Regions from separate parts of the Zea mays genome. Here region 2 is linked to region 1. The links are chromatin contacts, called in public Hi-C maps. All regions are on one chromosome and are shown on one strand. The core of a region is the stretch at or near the end of the contact, and the rest is flanking DNA. Distances in the headings are between cores, read along the strand shown. Region 1 overlaps LOC103628886 (serine/threonine-protein kinase). Region 2 holds the start of LOC100284024 (serine/threonine-protein kinase RIO1).

Evidence for each region. Hi-C and Micro-C count contacts between places; a contact is called where the count stands out from the background.
Region 2: a contact with region 1 is called in a Hi-C map of leaf, with 4 times the contacts expected there. The contact joins the promoter of LOC100284024 here to the enhancer-like site in region 1. A contact is called at or near these places in 5 of 25 Hi-C or Micro-C datasets (ear, leaf, leaf mesophyll and 1 more).

Annotation. Positions count from the first base shown.
Region 1 is chr5:220,121,271-220,127,361 of Zm-B73-REFERENCE-NAM-5.0, reverse strand. LOC103628886 (serine/threonine-protein kinase) reads left to right here. Exons shown (of 5, transcript XM_008649009.2): 4 at 158-281; 5 at 398-930. The coding sequence ends at 930. LOC100383941 reads right to left here. Exons shown (of 27, transcript NM_001321642.1): 25 at 5,335-5,700; 26 at 4,650-5,023; 27 at 3,431-4,048. The coding sequence ends at 3,653. Among protein-coding and RNA genes, the nearest start is that of LOC103628886, 4.3 kb to the left of the region's middle. Within about 2 kb of position 1,426, at least 18 of the 20 cell types and tissues checked have an H3K27ac peak or open chromatin away from gene starts, as enhancers often do. A contact at or near this core is called in ear, leaf, leaf mesophyll and 1 more, where this site is marked.
Region 2 is chr5:220,181,609-220,187,706 of Zm-B73-REFERENCE-NAM-5.0, reverse strand. LOC100284024 (serine/threonine-protein kinase RIO1) reads right to left here and starts at 1,538. Exons shown (of 12, transcript NM_001156922.1): 1 at 1,012-1,538; 2 at 1-13. The coding sequence starts at 1,284.

The DNA of each region.
Region 1 (6,091 bases), core at 177-2,676:
CGGATAATAAAACTTTGACACGGAATAATCAGCCAATCAGGGTAGCAGCACGCATCGTACCCTTATCTAGCTAGCCTAGGATATATAACGGTCGAAGCAAATATTTAAACGATATGTGTAGACTGAATGACGTGTTCCTTTTCTGTGCATGACACAGGATTACACGGCAAAGCTCTCAGACTTTGGCCTGGCCAAGGAAGGCCCACAGGGCGACGACACCCACGTCACCACCCGTGTCATGGGGACACACGGCTACGCCGCGCCGGAGTACATTCTCACCGGTACGTCACGTCACGTCACAGACACATATATACCTGCGTACATGTAATGCAAGCACGTGCTGGTAATTAACAGTAGCATTAATCACGACCAGAGGCTGACCACGCATGCACTGCAGGGCACCTGACGTCGAAGAGCGACGTGTACAGCTTCGGAGTGGTGCTCCTGGAGCTGCTGTCGGGGAGGCGCAGCGTGGACAGGCGGCGGCGCGGGCGGGAGCAGCACCTGGTGGACTGGGCGCGCCCGCACCTGCGCCACCCGGAGCGGCTGCACCGGGTCATGGACCCCAGCCTCGACGGCCAGTACTCCGCCAGGGCCGCGCGCGAGGCCGCCACGGTCGCCTACCGCTGCCTGCACAGCGTGCCCAAGTCCCGCCCCACCATGCGCGCCGCCGTCGACGCGCTCGAGCCGCTGCTCGCCGTGTGCGGCGACGTCCCCGCGGGGCCCTTCGTGTACACGGTCCCGCCCGAGCCCGATGGCAGCGACGAGGCGGCGGCGACGGCGACGGCGGCCGTTGCCAGGAAGAAGTGCCTCGCGTCGGCCGCGCATGCCAAGGGCGAGCTGCGGACGACCGGCTCACGGCACGTGAGCTCCGTGGCCGGGCAAAGGAGCTCCTCCTCGCCTGAGCAGATCACGGACAGGGGAGCCTAGGCGCATGCGCTTGCATTGTGTCAGTGTGTATTTGTTCCCCCACGAAAAAAGTTTCAGTGTCAGCAACCTGTAAGCCGGCCAAATTGATTTGTTTGTTGATTCATTTCCTCGGTAATCCTGCTCCGCATAGCCGGGATTCCGAGAATAAGTTGCGAGTTGTTTCGCAGATTTTTTTTAGAAACGTTTTTGGCAACTGCAAAGACATGGGTACGATAATTAGCGGTGAAAAAAAAAAGAATCGGCAGTGAAAGTTAACGAAGGACTTGAACACTAGGATTGAACCATAGTGTCTAAAAGCAGAGACCTCGCCTTTAGCCACTAAAACTTATATTGGCTTTGTTATAAAAATAAACTATATACGATATAGGGCAACTAATGCCCATTTACCTATCGAGTTCTTCTCGCGCCGGCCAATGGGACGAGTACTTTATCCTAAATGAAGAAAACCCGCCTATAAAGCAGCACTGGGCTTTAGTGCAGCCCAGTTCAAGCATATATATCTAGGGCAGTTAGAAATGTGGGCCTTCCCATGATTTACAAGTGGGCCTTCATTTCCCTGACCAGAAACAGGAGCCCGCGGAAAATGCAATCAAGGATAGCTTGCCGTGGAGCAGTTTCTCCGTGTCTCAAATTCTCAGTAATTCTGCTTGATCAACCTGGTTCAAATGACAACGACAGGTACAAATTTAGCACGACGGGTTTGATTTGATGTTTCGGATATCGACTTGTTGGGGTGAAGCCGAAGTTCAAGAGAGGAGGAATGTCATGAGCATGGGCCTCAAGGCTGGATTTATGGGCTGGTTTTAAGAGGGCCTTTGGCAGCACCTGCACCTGCACAGGGCGGGCAGGGAATGAAACAGAACTCCGCCTTGTCTTCCTCCTCTGCCTCCGTGTACTGCTGTTCTTGCTATCTCTCTCTCTCTATTCATCCTGCTATCCCCAGCCTGTTTCCCTCTGATTCTTCTCGATTTGTATCTAATACTCTTGTATGTAAATACTGTATTGATTTGGCAGTCAAGGTTGGTGGCATTGAGGTGCTCTTTTGAGTGGTTTTATTTAGAAAACGTTGGGATTCTTTTTTGAGTGAATACTACCAACGAGCGACGTCCGATCCTGCTCACGAGTCACGTCCCACGAATCTGAGACAGCGACTACCAGCGTAGGGCCGGACCACTCCAGTAGGAAGGACGTCGTGGCGTTTGCGCTGAGCCGCCGAGCCCGCGTCCGGTCCCCGTCCCTCCCGGGGTCACGACTCACGAGGAACTCTATCGCCGCTCTCGGCACATCGGCCCTTGGCTCTTGCCCGCCATGGTGCCATGCCCAGGCCCAGCTAGAGATGTCAATGGGGACCCGATACTCGCCAACCCATGGGGAATTCCCCTATTAAGGTACGGGTATGAGACGAAAATTGTACCCATGGGTATAGATATGGGACAAAATCTCCACCCATTGGGTAAACGGGTATGGGTTTGGTAAGCAATAATCCGAACCCGATTACCCATGGGTATTTCCTACGTGTACACCTGTCGTGTTTGTATGAATGAGTTGAGGCCGAGCTGGCCACCAAGCCCAGCACGACAGCGCATCAGGCCCCAGGTCCTGGCCCAACAAGGCAACTAGCAAACTAGTAAAAAACAAAACCCTAAAATAACCAGTCATATGCTACGCCCTGCCTAGACAACGGTGACGACCATGGATTATCAGGCGCCAACGAACTCAGATGGTGACCAAGGAAGGTGAGAAAACTCCATTTCTTCTATCGGTCCCGAAGTACTTATGTCTTTTCTGATGGATGAATGAATGGATCATAGTTCATGGATCAGTGCTTGTCGATGTAGTGATGTCTAAACTCTAGATTGTTTGTGCTACATGTTAGTACGTAGTTATCCCTTAATTGGGGATGAAGATCCATTGGGGACCCGAAACCCGAATGGGGATGGATATGAGATAAGTTTTGTACCCATGATGGGTATGAGGATGTGTATGGGGATGGATCAAACATGATGGGGATGGGTATGAGATGTTATAACCCGGTGGGGAATTCTCCATTGACATCTCTATGCCCAGCCAAGGCGAGTCGGCAGAGGCTTTGGTGGCGCTGGCGCCATGCTAACGCCATCACCGCGCTGGTGCGGTTGTCCCCCATCAATCATTCGAACGGACACAGGGCCCTACCGGAGTAAATTTGTACTCATCCCTGACACTCCATGAGACGGGCCTCCATGCGCTGCATGGGCACGGCCTTGCCATCGGTCCCCATGGATTCAACAGGGAAACCCGAGAAGCAAGAGAGTTTTTTTTTTGTTTTTTTACAGCAGCGGTTGTCGGTACGGTAATACATGCGACAGTGCAGCGCAGCAGTGGCATGATCCAGGAGTAGGAAGCCCAGGAAGGATAACGTAACAGTAACAGTGCCCAGATGATCTCCAGCCAGCCTTGAACAGTGTGCTCCGATCGAGCAGAGCAATAGCATAACCGTCCCAGCTGAATCACAAAACATGTCAGTAAACGCAGCCTGCACATAAATCCATTCCTTTAGTTACAGTTCGAGTTTCCCAGCAAAAAAAAAGAGAGAGACGTGCATAACGGAGAAAAATAGCTACTAGTGCCTAGTGGAGTCCCAACGAGAAGGCAGCAGCATATTTACAGCGAGTCACATCACAGGGCGCCGGCCAGACACCTATTGTAAACTGTAACACAAAATGATCGTCGATCTATTGGACTATTCCGTGCTCCGCGAGATCACCTCGCCAAACTTCATGAAGAGCTCGGCGTCGGACGCGCTCGACGAGTTGGTGCAGGAGAGGGCGCTGCCGCCGCCGCCGCCTCGTAGGCCGACGTACTCGCTGACATAGCTCGGCGCCGTGGTGGACGGCTTCTCCGACGCCTGTGCCTGTGCCTGCGCCTGCGCCTGCTTCGGGGGCGGGCCTGCTGGGCAGACGAGGCTGTCCAGGACGCGCGCGACCTCGTGCATGGTCGGTCGATCCGACGGCTGCCTCTTGCTGCAAAGGAGCGCCAGCTGGAACACCTTCTTGACCTCGCCGAGGTCCTTGCACGTGTCGGTGATGTCCTGGTCTACCGTCTCCATGACCGTGTTCTCTGCGGCTTTGGATAGGATCTGGAGGTAGCCAGATTGCAGATGAGGAGGACAGCGGCTTTGATTAGCTCGGCAGGTTACAAATTAATGCACACATTCACAGGAGCGTTATTTTCCCCCTTTGCTAGTTGCTACTAAGACATGGACATCCAAGAACCGCAGTACCGATTCAACTTTGTAATTTTTACTTTAAAAAAAGATCTGAAAGAACTTAACAACGTTACGTAGGAATATCAAGGATCTGGCAGAAAGTAAAAGTTGGCCACTACAAATATCGTGACAACAGTGTGCAAGCATGTAAATTTTTCTGGCGCATGATTGAAGGAAGGCAGGGGACAGCAATGGCAGGCTTTATGGGACACTGGCAAGTTATAATTGAACTTTCACCAGCCATGAGCCATGCATACAATGAATCACACCACCACACAGTGAGCGCAGATCTATTCACATGATGGGTTTCATGCATGTAGCTGGTCCCCTCGGATGTAGCCAGATCTAACGCACATGATTGGGTGCATATTGAGGCGTAAAATCTAAAGGTCGTATATGTGAAGTGGGACTAGGGAAAGAAAAATCAAGGAAAACTATTGCGAGCAAGTAAAAAGATAGATGGAATAGTTACCAAGTGGTGAAGGTTGCACTCGTCGTCGACAGGCTTTTTGCCGGTAAGCAGCTCCAGCAAGACAATGCCGTAGCTGTACACATCCGATTTCTCGTTGATCCGGGATGTCCGTGCATACTCAGGGTCAATGTAGCCAATGGTGCCCATCACGTACGTTGATGTGTGCGTCTTCGACACACACAAGCTCTTGGCAATACCGAAGTCAGCAAGATGAGCCTCGTAGTCTTTGTCTAGGAGGATATTCTTTGACTTCACATCCCTGTGGATTATTCGTGGACTGCATTCATGGTGAAGATAAGCCAGGCCTTGAGCAGCTCCGAGAGCAATCTTGAGGCGAGCCTCCCAATCGAGTTTCTTTTTCTTCGATGAAGCTGCTAAAATTAACAAACAGCAAAAAAAAACCAATTAGAAACATTTACAGGAAGTTCACGATTGTCTTGTTAATGCATCGAAATACCCTAACCAAAAGAACAGTGACGATATCCAGACATCTTTATAGGAAAGTGACCAGTAGGTGCTTGCTGGCAGATAGATGGACATGCGAAAGCTGACACAAGTGAAAAAAAGAGACTAGTCCTCTAAATACTATGCCCTTTGCCAAAAAGAAAATGGTGTTATGTGCAGCCTTACTCCCAAATGTATTCTGCATTTCTGTGTGAGAAATGTTTTAGCAATCTGCACTCACCATGTAAAATGTCCCAGAGGCTGCCATTTTCCATGTAATCATAGAAGAGGAGATTCCCAGATGGTGACAGGGAGTACCCCTGAAGGCTTACAAGATTCCGGTGTTTGATGCTTCCAACAGTCTCAAGTTCAGTCTCGAATTCCTTCAAGCTCTGAGGGTAGTGAGCATACAGCTTTTTAATCGCAATTGGCTTGCAGTTCTTCAGGTCGCATCTGTAGACTGTACTTGAGGCTCCATAACCAATAATGTATTTTTCGCTCAAGTTTTCAGTCATCCTCATTATATCATCATATACATAGAGGGCCATGTTCATGTGGAGGATCACAAGCTTGGGATGAATGTTGTTTGATGCTGAAGCAAGGTTATCTGTCACAGTGCATTAGTAATATTATTTAATTAACAGCCGTACAAGTCACATAAGTTGTCAGCATATTTGAATTCTGAACTCAGGAGATAAGAATGAAAACTGTTTGGGATATGTCAGACTGCTGTAATTATAGAATGTGTAATTATAGTAGCCAATCCTTGATTAGTGGCATGTAGGCCTGTATGGTGTCTATTTATGTACCACTGTACATTGAGATGGAATACAATCAACATTCTCATACTCTTACATGGTATCAGAGGATTACGATCCGCTTCCGCATCCCTCGCGCGCCGCCGGTCCACGCTCGCCGCTCCGCCGATTCACTCGCCTGAAGCGCCGCCGAGCCGATCGCCGCGCCTGATCCACGCTCGCCGCTCCGCCGATTCACTC
Region 2 (6,098 bases), core at 289-2,788, 60 kb before region 1:
TACCTTCCCACTCCTGGATCATTCCGGACAAGAAACATTCAACAGAAACCACATGAACTCTCAAATTTGCATTCATTCAATTCGCAAATCTCCCAAGAGTTAAAGCGCTTTAATTGTGTTTACCATAAGTGTCCTATCCTTTTAGACATGTTCCAAACTGATACAGTACATACATAGAATCTAAACTTGGAACTGTTAAAGGGGCAGACCCACAGGGTGGTCCAGGTGGGCCCTGGCACACCCTAAGCCACCCACCTCCAACAGGGACCCACCTCTAGACCCTGACATCCCTTACCCTACGCTGGCTTCTCGTCGACGGAGCAAGCCACCCGAGCCCCCAAGCGCCAACTGCCCGGTCGTCAGCACCCACATCGGCATCCTGCCTGCACAGCGTGCTTGACGCCTTCATGTCTGCTCTCAGCAGTACGGGCACTACACGGTGTGCCCCCAAACGCCTAGATGTCTGCTCGACGCCTTGATCTGACTAGTTGGATATTGTCTCCTTAATCCTTAGAGTTCAGACATGTATCTGGTGGTGGTTGCAATGCCTGATGTATTCACATTACTTGGACCATACTTTTGAATTTGTTTTTTTTATCTCGACTAGACTTTGACTTATTTCGCTGATAAAATGTATCTAGCTTCACTGCTTTGGCCATGTAGTGCTGCATGTTGCAGGGTATATGAAATTATATGCACATTATATAGATTTGTAAGCACACCCTATATAAAAAACCTAGGTTCGCCACTGATTGTTATATAGGTCATCGCGTCCATGTCACGGACACCACAGGATTGCCACCATATTTCAGCAAACCCATCTACTAAGACCTTGTTTGGAACAGCTAGAGCTAATAGTTAGCCAGCTAACAAATTGTTAGCTGGTTTAAGCTAGCTAATGAGCTAATTGCTAGCTGTGAGTTAACTAACAATTAGTTAGAGTATTATCTGGGGTGTTTGAAATCTCTACAGCTAAAATAGGCCCTAAGTCCGGATGTAAAAGTTGAATACCTCCAAGGGAGTAGCACTAATGTGCGAGGCCAGCTTCTGGGTCCGGTTAGACAGCGGCTGGAGCGGGCGAGACAGCACGCCGCCGTGTGCGTTAGGCCTCCGCGCCGCAGCCCCGCCTCCGGAGGCCGAGAAGGCGACGTGGGGGCGAGCTGAGCCGTCAGGGCCCTCCACGGCGTCGAGCCAGTCCAGAGCTTCGGCGACCTCGGAGTCGGAGGCATCATCGAAGTCAGAGTCGGACCACTCCTCCTCAGCGTCGGACTTCACGAGGGCCATCGGAGTATAGCTGCAGGAATAAAGGGGTGGGCTTGTCGTGTCACGTTGCCGGCGGTGAGGGCGGGGCGGCGGGCGAGTTGTGGCGGCGGTAGAGAAGGAGAACGGACGAGAGGCAGCCTGGGGCAGGGAAACCCTTGCTTCGAGGACGAGAGGTGAGGGAGGGAAGAGGGGAGGGTAGGCGGCGCGCGCCCAGAGCAGTGCTGGCGGCGGTGAGAAGAAGAGTGTCCTGACTGCGCCGGGGAGAAGAGTGTCCTGACTGCGCCGGGGAGAAGAGTGTCCTGGCGGATGGGAGCGAATGGGAGTGTGTGTGTGTGGGAGGCGTGGGGAGGGTAACCTAATTTTGATGGGCTGCCTATGCTGTTGGGCTGATTTATGGGCTGCCTACGCTAAATGGATTTCTATTTGCTGGTATAATACATCTATTTAAGACCATAATAGATACATCGGGCTGGGACCAGCACGACCAATAAAACCTATATTGTTTAATTTTTTTAATTTAGTAATCTATCGACTTTATATTGTTGTGATATTTAGAGTTTATGTGGTCAAATGATGTTAGAATTGTTTAATATCTTTAATTTAGTAAGTTATGGATTTTATGTGATTGTAATATTTTGATTTTATATGGTTCAATATATGAGCCAGAAGTTTTTTGTTTCTATCCTAAATCCTGCTCAATTCCCAGCATTAGGTAGGACCTTCTCGTTGTTGTGCTGCAGGGGGAGGGAGTTGGTGTATGCCTGCACACTGCACTGCACTGCATGTGCGCAAGCGCGGCCACTGCACTAAATCCTATGCCCGCCGGCGACGGGCGCGACCACCGATGCCCAGCCCGCCGAAGGACCGCCCCTCTGGCCGCGTCGGCCGCCTCCTCGCCGTGCTCCGCCCCTCCCGCGCCGGGCCCCTCCCCATCCAGATCGGCTTCCCCACCTCCCTCGTCGTCAAGAACCATGGCCGCCTCAAGAAAGCAGCCCTCCCCGTCCTCCAAGCGCGGGAGGCGCGCCGCCGCCGCCGCGGCTTCTCCTTCGCCGTCCCCCTGCAGTCCCACCACCTCGCCGTCACCGTCCCCGTCGTCCGCCTCTCCGCCTCCCCCGGTGGCCGCTGCCGCTGTCTTGCCGTCGGATCGGCCGCGGCCCGACCTTCCGCCGGCCCAGCCCCCTCGCCGCGACAGCGGCCTCGGCCTGGGCTTCCTCGCGGTCAGCGGCAAAACATGTATGAATATGTGCGTCGTACTTGCGAACACATCGAAGAAGCTAATGTCCCTCCTGCAAGAACTCGACGACGCATTGCCTATCCAGGAGTCCAAGACGCGGACAGGGAAAAGAGGAGAGGATAGAAATCAATGGAGGCGAGCGTGCGAAAGACGTGCACCTCGAGAAGGCGGACTTGGGGTCCGTCGTAGATGAGCAGGATGATGCGCGCGCCGGTAACCTCGACGATGTAGGAGGTCGTGGTGGTGTTGTGATCCTGTCGCCCGCGCCATCCGCCAGGTGCGAGACGATGCCAGGGCGTCCACAAGAATCGGATGGCACCTCCACCCAAGTCGCCACCGCGGGGGTTGGAGGAGGAGGAATCACTGTCGTTTAGGGTTTGGGATTTTTAGAAAGGGGTGCGAAAGGAGGAGAATGGAGATAACGGTGGCCGCGTGAGAGAGAGTGCAAAAAACGAGAAGCCGTAAGCAGTTCGCCCATGTCGTTGGGTCCCACCACGTGAGACAGAGAAGAGAATCAGACGCGGCGTGCGGTCGATGACGCGCGAGGCCGGAGCAAGGAATCTGACGCGCGTCGGCTCACGATAGGCAAATGACCCATGAAGCGCGGAGAGGCGTCCAAAAGGGGTCAGGTTTTAAGAACTTAGATTAGATGGGGCGAGCGAGTTGTGGCGGCGGTAGAGAAGGAGAACGGACGAGACCAGAGGAAGGCCAGGGAGGGGCAGGGAAACCCTTGCTTCGAGGACTCTAGTGTCCTTATTTCTTTCGGGCCACAGTTGCGGCCTAGGAACTACGGCTATCGAACCCAACTTGGGAAATGTATTTGGGCTATTTTGGACGCCGTCGTACCTCGAGCTCGGCCGCAGTAGGATTGTAGCAATTTTGGTATTGTAGTGACGCACAAAAACATTTTAAATTCGCACCTTTTTATAATTTATGGATAATTTATGGTTATAGGCTATGTATTTTTAGCAGAGCAGTCACTGGATAAGGTGGCAGCAAGTGATCCTCCTTCCTAACAACCTTCCAACCTTGTGAATATAATATGCTTATTTGCAATAGCAAACTGAATAACAAAATAAATTACGTGTGCAACATCGAGTAGAGGCAATCAAGTAAAAATAAAAACCAAAGAGATTAGACACTAGAAAAAAAAGACAGGCCATTTCTTTATAGTTTGTAATTATGCTACAGCATCGTTGACAACAGCGTACTGCTAAGACCATCATCTGAGGGGTATTAAGTACAGTAATGAATGTTCTATTTGTTTCAAATTATACTTTATTGTATCCTTGTCCTAAACCAAAAATTTCCCTAACTTATACAATTTTTAGACAAATACACTAACATCTACAGGTTCAATAAAATAAATGCACTATCATCGCATGTTTCATGGACAATTTGATGGAATTAATTTGGTATAGTAGATGCCGAGTGCATTACTTCTAGTTAAAAGGCGGTGGGGTTTGGGGCTCTCTCCGCGTTTCACGCTCGGCAGCGCTGGCGTCGCGACACGTGCGAAAGACGGACCCGATTGCGTTTTCTTCAATTCGACGCAGTCGTCCGCGTCCACGTCCGCTCGCCCTCTGCAGCCTCGTACGACCAAAACGCGCACGCCCCCCGGCCCCCTCCCACCACCCTGGCCTGTAAATCAGCACCGCCAGGCAGTCACAGCGGCAAGTCCGCACCGCAACTGCAGTTGGAGAACCAGCCCGCCACTAGATAATCTCGTCTCGCCAGGGACGGCAACGGCAGGTCGTGCCGTCACGAGACTCCTCGCGACCGAGAGAGAGAGAGAGAGAGAGAGAGAGAGAGAGAGAGAGAGAGAGAGCTCCCGCGAGGATGGAGTGCGGCAGTTCCTGGCGGCTCCCGGCGGTGGTCGTCGGCATCCTTTTATGTGCGGCTCTCTTCTCGCCGCCCGCCGCCGCGCTCAACATCGGCATCCAGTCCGCCGGCGACGGGGTGGTACGTACTGGTCTAATTAAAGGTACATACTGTCTTGCTTGCTATGCTTGTGGACGAGGTAAGTTATAGCATTGTTGTGATTCATGAACATTTTCTGTTTATTTCTACTGTACCAGGACACCACCATATCTGTAGTTTGTTGTCAATCCCATATTGATGCATACTTTCCTGCTCATTTATCCTGCCCTTGTTTTTAGGTTGATGGCATGTTGGGAAGGCGGGAGAACCCTGGAGAACATGAAGCCATGCGGAAGATGAAAAATGAGTTTATGGTGAACTGGGATGGTCTAAGAACAAGGGAGAAAGAACGTGTATTAGTACTTGCTGCAACTAACAAGCCATTTGATCTTGATGAGGCTGTTGTTAGGCGGCTTCCAAGGAGGTGATTTATCGTTTGTTTATAGCCTAATACAGCATCTGTCAATGGTTTTTTGACCTCAGTCTTATGGGGCAATAATTTCTTTAGGTTGATGGTTAATTTGCCAGATGCATCAAATAGGAGAAAAATTCTTAGTGTAATACTAGCCAAGGAAGATATGGCAGACGACGTTGATCTAGAAACTATGACAGAAGGGTACTCAGGCAGTGATCTCAAGGTATGATACTACCGATGTTAGAATTTTTTATGGTACTTATTTTTACAATCAAATAATGATTGTTGTTAACCTCTTGAATGTGATTATTTTCAGGATCTGTGTGTTACTGCTGCACACCGTCCTCTACGGCCTCGGGTCGCGCGGTCGGCCTGGGCGCGTCGGCGTCAGTGTGCGCTGGGCGCGTGCGGCAGCGCGGCCTGGGCGGCTCGGCCGCGGGGCAGGGGCTGCTGCGCGGGGTGCGGGGCTCGCCTGCGCGCTAGAGAGAGAGGTGAGAGGGAGGAGAGAGATAGGAGAGAGATGAGAGGAGAGAGAGAGAGAGAGTTAGGGAGGGAGAAGGAAGCACAGGCGGCGGCGGCGGCTGGCTTCAGCTGGGAGAGAGCAGCGCGCGGCTAGGGTTAGTGGTAGTTGGGCCCTGGTGGGCCGGTTTTAGATTAGGGTTTAGTTTTTTTATTTTTTTATTCTGAAATACATTTTTAGATAGCTCAAAAATTCATAAAAATTCACCAAAATTATTTATAAATAAAATACTTGTTTTAGACTAATAGTTATTATACTACTTAATTATTATATTAATTACTAGGATTTCTTTTTTAAAAGAATTACTACAAAACATCCGATACTCAATCATGCGCATACAAAGAAAAATGATTAAAATGCAAATAAATAATTAAACACTTAAAATAAAATTATTATCTTAATTACCATAATAACTAAATTTATTATTTTTAGTTGATGGCTTTTATGGTGTTACACTTTTCAGATTGTTAAAGAGTGCATTCATTGCACCATAGATGTACTCAGTGATTGGACTACTGCTGGATAGAACTTTTACTTTTGACCTGTGACCCTGCATATAATAACAGTGAGGCACCTCAATCATTGAGCATAGTTAACAAATCCTAACATACCTTGGACAGTGTAACAGTGCTGCTGTGCAGAGCAAATTTTTAAGTGAACAAATAGATACTGGCGTATCTTCCTCTAAGATAAATGTCAAGTCTGGTTCTCTATCGATTATGCTTTTGTTTGTGTTGCATTTTTCA